Regions from separate parts of the Cricetulus griseus genome. Here region 1 is linked to region 2. The links are chromatin contacts, called in public Hi-C maps. All regions are on one chromosome and are shown on one strand. The core of a region is the stretch at or near the end of the contact, and the rest is flanking DNA. Distances in the headings are between cores, read along the strand shown. Region 1 holds the start of Orc3 (origin recognition complex subunit 3). Region 2 has its middle 19 kb from the start of Cga.

The links. Hi-C and Micro-C count contacts between places; a contact is called where the count stands out from the background.
Region 1: a Hi-C map of fibroblasts shows a contact between it and region 2, with 5 times the contacts expected there. The contact joins the promoter of Orc3 here to the enhancer-like site in region 2. A contact is called at or near these places in 2 of 8 Hi-C or Micro-C datasets (the CHO-K1 cell line and fibroblasts).

Annotation. Positions count from the first base shown.
Region 1 is chr2:107,425,299-107,429,263 of CriGri-PICRH-1.0, reverse strand. It overlaps Orc3 (origin recognition complex subunit 3), which reads right to left and starts at 2,351. Exons shown (of 20, transcript XM_027403402.2): 1 at 2,264-2,351. The coding sequence starts at 2,287. Rars2 (probable arginine--tRNA ligase, mitochondrial) reads left to right here and starts at 2,331. Exons shown (of 20, transcript XM_027403408.2): 1 at 2,331-2,433. The coding sequence starts at 2,398.
Region 2 is chr2:107,084,692-107,088,651 of CriGri-PICRH-1.0, reverse strand. It overlaps the pseudogene LOC100766995. Among named protein-coding and RNA genes, the nearest start is that of Cga, 19 kb to the left of the region's middle. Within about 2 kb of position 1,986, at least 1 of the 6 cell types and tissues checked has open chromatin away from gene starts, as enhancers often do. A contact at or near this core is called in fibroblasts, where this site is marked.

The sequences.
Region 1 (3,965 bases), core at 1,102-3,601, 340 kb before region 2:
CAAATCAGTTAAAGATAGCACTGTTGCAGCAGCAAAACATAAAAGAGTTCTAAATGGATATTAATGAAGATGAGCACAGGATACGAATACAAGCAATGAATATTAATAGAAACATATGAACAGTAATATGGTTAACCATGTTAGACTAGAAGGCCATCAGCCAAAAACTATGAAAAGAGTAGCCAGGTGGAAGTGGCACACGCCTTTAATCCCAGCACTCAGAGGCACGCGGATTTCTGTGCCTTCTATGTTATCCTGGTCTACAAGGCAAGTTCCAGGACAGCCAGGGCTGTTACATAGTGAAACCCTGTCTTGAAACACAACAAAACAATATGTATGTATATATATATACACACACACACATACATATACGTCTTATTGAATATATATATGAATGAAGAGAAAAATAACAATACCTCCGTAGGTTTAAGGATAAGAAAAAATAAATTAAAAAGTTGGCAGTTAAATGAGTGGCTTAAAAGGTCTTTAAAGGTTCTTATTTATTTAAGGTCTACTTCATAACCATTAATCAACATAGCTATTTCTGTTAGAAGTCAAAAAAAAAAAAAGGCTTTTCTGAAAAAAATTCTCATTTTCTACAAGTTTTACAAACTTGAGAGGTCTAGAGCTGGGGATGCAGCTCAGTGGTAGAGCACTTGCCCAGGATGCACAAACTAGAGTTATATCCAGAAATAGAAAAGAAAAGGAAATGAAGTTTTATGCAAACAGGATTAGAAGTCAGGGCATCTAAAACATCTGGAACTTTGTAGCCAAGGACAAATAAAAAAAAGGAATAACTCTAATAAAAATACTAGTGCATTTAAATCTGTTTTTCTACCATCAGCCAGTCAGTCCTTCAAAAATTCTAGAGGGACTTCCACCTGTAATCCCAGCAGGAGGTGGGGAGATGCTTTGAAAAGTGTCTCCATTTTGGTTAAGCTGTGGCAATTTCTGTAACTGTAATTTGGTTTCTTGAACTACAATAACTCGTTTCATATTCTTGTCTTCCCTGCTCCACACCCTCAGAAATGCCCCACAGGAAAGGTTTTTATCCATCACCTAAAAAAATAATACATGAACTTAACACTCGCTGGCTACTTCAAGCAACCATGAATTGTAAGTCAAAACAGATACTATTTCAGTCTCCCCGAAAGCTTCATCCTGTGAACTGTGAAGGGACTCCCTCTGCCACATGGGCCCAAATCCCCCTGCAACCTCTGCCGTGCTGTCTGGTGTTAATGTCACTTCTAATAAATCTCTTAAAAAAAAAAAAAAAAAAAAAAAAAAAAAAAAAGGGCAGTCCAGCTCGGTGGCCCCTCAAACTCCAAACACAAAATCTTTCAGACCTTCTATTTTCAGTTCTATCAGGCAGCTTCACTCAGCAGTACCCCTCGTACTTAAAAAAAAAAAAAAAAAAACAAAAACAAAACAACGGCATGGTAGCATAGACCAGTAGAACTTTATTTAACTTCAATGTCAAACAGCTGCTCTGTTTGTTGTGCTATTGAAATATAGCAGGTGCTAATGGCGAATTTATCTTAACTCAAATGTAAACCCCCCACAGGCTGCTAGGGGGCGATACAATCCTAGAATTTCTCTTATAAACTACATTTTGATTTGCACTCTCTTGCCATCTAGGCAGTCCACGATTCCCAAACACACTCATCTGAATTACGTTTCTGTTCTCGTTTTTTCCTAACGCTCCTTTCTCCACTTTCGGGTTATCCTGATTTTTCTATTTAATCTGCTACTCTATTTCTACATTCTGAGGCAGAGAACATGTCACTCCGCTCTCCCACCCTCATGCTTTTTATATGCCCGCCATGATTCTCAGTTTTCAGGTCTTAGCCAAACTGTCAGTTTCTCCAAAAGCTTCGCTGGTCTCCTAGCGCTCTTGGTGCGTCCCTTTTTCTCTTAGAACTTTCCCCCTTACTAACACGGCAATTCAAGGTCAGCTGCTTATTCGTATTTCTGAGTGCAGAAAGTCATTTTGTTTACGTAATTAAATGCACGTAAGAACTTCAGTGGGGGAATAAAAACGCGGGGAGCGGAGGGGGCCGCGGCATATTCTTGGAAGCCGGTGGGCTTGCCTAGGTGCTACGGCCTACTTGGCCAAAGCAAAGGCGGCCTCGAACCCGGACCTGGGCAAAGCCGCCCGAGTTCTGCTCTTCCCGGAGCCAGAGCCAATGCCCATCAAGCCTCCGCCTCGCCGTGCTTGCCAAAGAGACACCGCGGAGCACGGGCAAGCGCCACCCCCACGTACCTTGGACACCGAGGAAGTGGCCATAATCCACGGCTGCCTGTGCTTGCGCACTGAACACTTCCGCGCGCCCTTGCGGAAGCAGAGGCGACTTCCGGCGCGGAGGCGGGGCGTGCGGAGGCGGGCGTCTGGTCGGCATGGCGTGCGTCTTTCGTAGGTCGATCGCCTGTCAGGTACTGTTGCGAGTAGGGAGCCCGCGGGATCCCGGGCCGCAGGGTGCAGCCTCGGCCGGCTCTGCCTTCTCCCCGAGCTGCGAAAGCACTGCGTGCCTTGACATTCCCGTTCGTCTGGGGGGAATGTCTACGGGACATGATTAGACCCTGTAGAAATTGATGTTCCTCGTCCATTTCTAGTCATTATTTGCTTTCATCCAGGAACCTTGTAGTCTACCTTTCTAAAAGATACAATATTTTGGAGCGTTGAATAAAATTGATATTTATGAATCATGCTAAGGGCTGGCCGTGGTGGCACACACCTTTAATCCTAGCACTCGGGGGAGGAAGAGGCAGGTGGATCCCTGAGTTTGAGGCCAGCCTGGTCTACAGAGCCAGTTCCATGACAGCTAGGGCTGTTACACAGAGAAACCCTGTCTCGAAAAACAAACCAAAACATGCTGAGGGCCGTGGAGATGGCTTCTTGGGTAAATGTGTCTGAACTTCCAGAGCTTATGTAGAAAAACCTGTGTGGCTAAGAAGGCTGAAACCACAGTTCTGGGAGGTGGAAACAAACAGATGGACCCAACTGCCTGGGTTGTGCTAGTGTGGCTGAGTTGTTTTAGACAATTCTGGAAGATGCTGCGTGTGCTTCTTAGGCAGTTCTTTAGTAATTAAACTCCAGTTTATATCGGTGAGTTTAATGTGCGGTGTGTGTGTGTGTTTGTGTGTTCCTTCATATGGAGAGGCCAGAGGTTGGGTGTGTTTCTCGTAGTCACTGTCCATCTCGTTCTCTGAGACAGATTTTTCTTACTGAACTTAAAGTTGACTGACATTCAGCTAGCCTGGCTAGCCAGGGAGCCTGAAGTGTAATGGTGATTCTGGTGTTAGCTGAATTCACTGCACAGGACAGTCAAAGAATTGACTGTCTGGAAAAGACAACAGACCAAAATTAAAAACAAACAAACAAACAAAAAGCCCGGAAAACTGAGAGAGAATGAAACAATATGGTTTGTTTTGGTTTTTACTGAGGCAGACTTCTGCCTCTAGAATGGAATGGAAGAGAAATCCAGAGTTGGGGAGTCTGTAGTTATTTGTGCAAGTGTTGGGGTGGCGTAGGTGTTTCAAGGCTTCTCTAGTGCCTGTGCATGCCCCTCTGGCCCACCAGGGAGATGATCCAGGATAATACGAGCTCAGTTAGGGAAGTGGTCATCCTTTGATGCCCCTTTCTCTATCTTCGACTTGCCTTTCTAGCTGTTAACTATGACTCTGCTGACCTTTATCCCAGGAAGGCATTGATAGTCGCAGGCCGTGCAGGTGCTGCTGTTCTTAGCCCTGGGCAGGATCTGTAAACCATGAATTAGCTCTGCTTTGTTCTCATGATCAGCTTTTAGTCTTACCATTGTCAGGACATTAATGCCTATCATAACTACTGCCACGCCAATCTACAACTCTCAAAGCAGGTAAGAGTTTATTTTGGAGCCAAATTTGAGGGACCATGGCCTGGGAACATGGATTTATGATACTCCAGTTTCCATAGTGCCCATATGAAA
Region 2 (3,960 bases), core at 737-3,236:
CATACACCTATGAACACCTGATTCTTGATAAAGAAGCCAGAAAAACATCCTCAACCAATGGTGCTGATCTAATTGGATGTCTGTGTGCATAAGAATGCAAATAGATCTATCACCTTGCACAAAACTCAAGTCCATAGGGAAATGTCTGGAGAGCTACAAAGAGAAGATAGGGTTGAGGGAGAGAATTTGGGGAGAGACATTAGGAATTGAGGGGCATTTGAAGGATGATCTGGAAACCTAGTGCAGTGGAAACTTCCTGAACTATATGAAGGTGATCTTAATGAGATCTCCTAATAATGGGGGTTATGGAGTCTCAACTGACCACCTCTTGTCACCAAACAAGGCTTCCAGTAGTGGGACTGGGTTACATCCTGTTGAGTTGTTGACCAAGGAAGTCCCATGGAAATCCCCAAGCAATTCCGGCTGTTGCTAAGACAATGGGTTGCTCTCCTCAAACTGACAGCTGGACTATATTGCCGAGTACAACACCACGTAACTCAGTGAATATGAAGAAGTTGAGCTGGTAACCTACATGGAAACTTCACCCCTGCATTCTGCTGTTGTTGGAAGGTACTCGGCATGCTATCAAAGGAGAAACATAAACACCAACCCAGTGTGCCTCTCTTCCCAGTCTGTCTCCCACTACGACTCCTTTGGCTTGTTTTTAAAAATCCAGCAATAGTGGCACACACTTTTAATCTCAGCACTAGGGAGGCCAGGTCGATTTTTGTGAGTTCAAGGCTAGCCTGTCTACAAGGATCCAGGACAGCTAGGGTTGTTAATAGAGAAACCCTGTCTCAAACAACAACAAAAAAGGCAAATAAATCAATAAGTACATTATACATAGCTCCTACCTACAGGCACATAAAATAAAATTTAAAAAGCATTGGTGGATTTTTTGTTTGTTTTGTTTTTCAAGACAGGGTTTCTCTGTGTAGCTTTGGAGCCTGTCCTGGAACTCACTCTGTAGACCAGGCTGGCCTCAAACTCACAAGGATCCACCTGCTTCCGCGTCCCAAGTTCTGGGATTAAAGGCGAGTGCCACCAACGTCGGGTCAAAGCTAAATTCTTGGAATAAGTACAATGACAACTTTTTGGATTATTCTGCATTTGTAAGAGATCTTATCTGATCCTGAGGTGAGGCTCTTGATGAGATGATTCTGTGTATGGTCTGTGAAGACGGTTTCTATGGCAGGCATCTCGGAGCCATTCTCCCTGAGTGTGTGGATTTCCAAGAGGTGATGTTCCAGGCTTGTGTGAATGCTCTTCTCTCTTGCGGGCTTGCGCAGCTCGGTTGGCAGTCACTAGCATATCTGCTGAAGATGATGGGCTGCTGCTATATGTTGACAGAATGGGCGATCAAGAGGTTTTCAAGCTGAGAATGGAGGCCACCAAGCTAATACCCTAAAAGAGGATGTTCCAGAACACGGAAGGAATGCTGGCAAGGAAGTTAAAGCTGAGCAGATAGTGAGCCCTGTGCCACCTCTAGCTCTCAGTTTATCCGAAACGGAATCTTCAGGAGCCGCGAGCTAAGCAGTTTGTAAAGAAACACGCTGCCACCTATTGGCCGCTGACCTGGTGCAGCAGGTTTGCGCCTGCCAAGACTGCATGAAAATGTATGGCGGGCTAGTTGTCTTGTTTATAACAGATAAGATATAGTTTTGGTTTCTGAGAACAAAAGGCAAGAGTGACCAGGCAGTGATAGAAGGGACCCTTTAACCGACACCCTCACGGCATGAATAGGCTCCATCAAGTGCAGCTCATTTGTGAATGCCATGGCTCGAAGTTCAGAATTTAGACTATCCGAAGAGACTCATTGGTAAAGGCGTGGTTGTTAAGAGAGAGGATGTTCAGCAGTTCTTTGAAGAATTTCAATCAAAAATGGAGAAGGAGAGTGTGTGGGCTGTGGAATTACTGTAGCTAGAGTAGAGTGCGTGCTTTCTCATTCAGCTCCATAAGAATGTCACTGTTATGCAAGAGCTCTGTGTCACACTTGGTCTCCTATGCATCCTCCTGTGGCCTCAAGCTCCCTTCTCTTTGACAGTTGCCTCAGTGTTTATGCTGGTCTCTCAATGAGCATCCTTGATGACTCAGCTAAATACATCTCACTTTACGAGTCACATCTCCTGAAGATTCCAGACAGATCCTTTGGCTGCACAGTTTGTGTGTGTGTGTGTGTGTGTGTGTGTGTGTGTGTGTGTGTAAACAGAGTGCACAACTGCTGCCCTAGTGACTGAAGTCTTGTGAAGATCTTCATGGAATATTGTATGAAACCCTGCATTTGAAGGACGTCTTTCAGATGGCATGAAATCTCTTTAAAGCTCTCCCAGTCTATGTGGAAAACACCTTTTGATTCAGTCTTAAGTTGCACCCTGGAGGGAAACCAGGTTTCCCCTAGCACACTGTGAGGTACATTAATGTACTTTAGGCCACATGCTAGTGTGGATATGTGTGTGCATGCATGCATGTATGCACTCATGAGTGAAGCAATTGTATGCACAAATTCTTGCCAATTCCTGCACAAGATGAAATAGCCTATATATAAGTAAGGCTCCAGGAAACGGCATGGTGCCTGTGCTGTAGCCTGTAGCCTCCTAACCACAGATCCTGTGAAGACTGCTGTGCACAGCTGGAAGGTTCCCAGGCTGCAGACAATGCCTATGTGTACTGAGCTGGCCTCCTGTGGAAGACTCAGTTAAACACCTCAGGTGCTTACAGCTTGGGGATCTTCCAAGTCTGACTGCAGTTTGAACTTGAGAGCTGCACTTCCCATGTGCCTGCATGTCCTCAAAGTTGTATCTTCTCAAATGTCTGATTCAGCTACCAAAACATTCCTGTCTGCCTGGGATGGGTCAGAACTGAGATTAGGCAGCAGTGTCAGTAAGTAGCAGAAGGACAAACACCCAGTGCTGAAGGCTTGTCTAAGAAAGGCTTTTCTCTGTGTTAACCAGAAAACCTCTTTTTGTGTATGCTCACAGCTAGGTTTCTTATGTCTGTGTTGGGCCGTCTCTTCTCATAGAGATGGTTTGGGCCAATATGTGGCAGCTGATACCAATGCACTTTTTATGCCAAATAAAATGTGATTCTAGTTGCTTTTAAGGAATTCTGGTATTGTGTGTAGTAAATTTTTGTAGAAATTATTACTAGGCTTACATACTTTAATCAGGTTTCTGTAAAATCCAGATAAAACCAATTTAAAATAAGATATTTGTGGCAGCTTCTCCCAGGATGAAAACAAACCAATCATAATGGAGTAACATCATTTTCCTTCAAGGTCAGTGACTTTCATACTTATCAGTCCTCTGGTGTGAGGTCTAAAATTTGCCATTTTTATCTTTTTTTTCTTAAGACAAGATGTCATTATAGTAGAGGGGTTGACTAAAAATTACAAAAAAGTATATATGATAAAGAAAAATTAAGGAACCAAAAAAGAAGACAGACAGAAGGAAAGAAAGAAAGGGATTGATGAGGGAAACAATAAGACTTGCCATGCTTCGGTTTCCTCCTTCCCTTGTTGAGGGGCACTTGTGCCACCTTGTGGTTGTTGTCCGCAACAACTACAAATTAGGTCTCTGGTTGTTAGTTCAGTGCCTTTCGAGGAAAAAATAGGGAGCCCCTCTCTTGGGTAAATGAATGTGGGAACATGGAATCCGTGTTCCCCAGCCATGGTCACTCAAACGGCTCCAGAATAAACTATCTCTTATTCCCTTTAAGATGAGTGTTGCAAGGTAGCCACCAGAGACGACTGCTCAGACATAGGTTTAAGCCAATAGAAGTCTTTATTAGCTGGCTGGAGTCTACACTGTTTGGGGTCCTAGTACAGTTCAAGCCTTTCTCATTATGTCCTGGGTTGACATACTTCAGTTAACAAGATCAATTAGCCAGAAGCAGAACTACAAAGCCAAAAAGCAAGGTTAGTACATTTAGAGACTTTCCCAGAACTATGGACTTTGATGGATT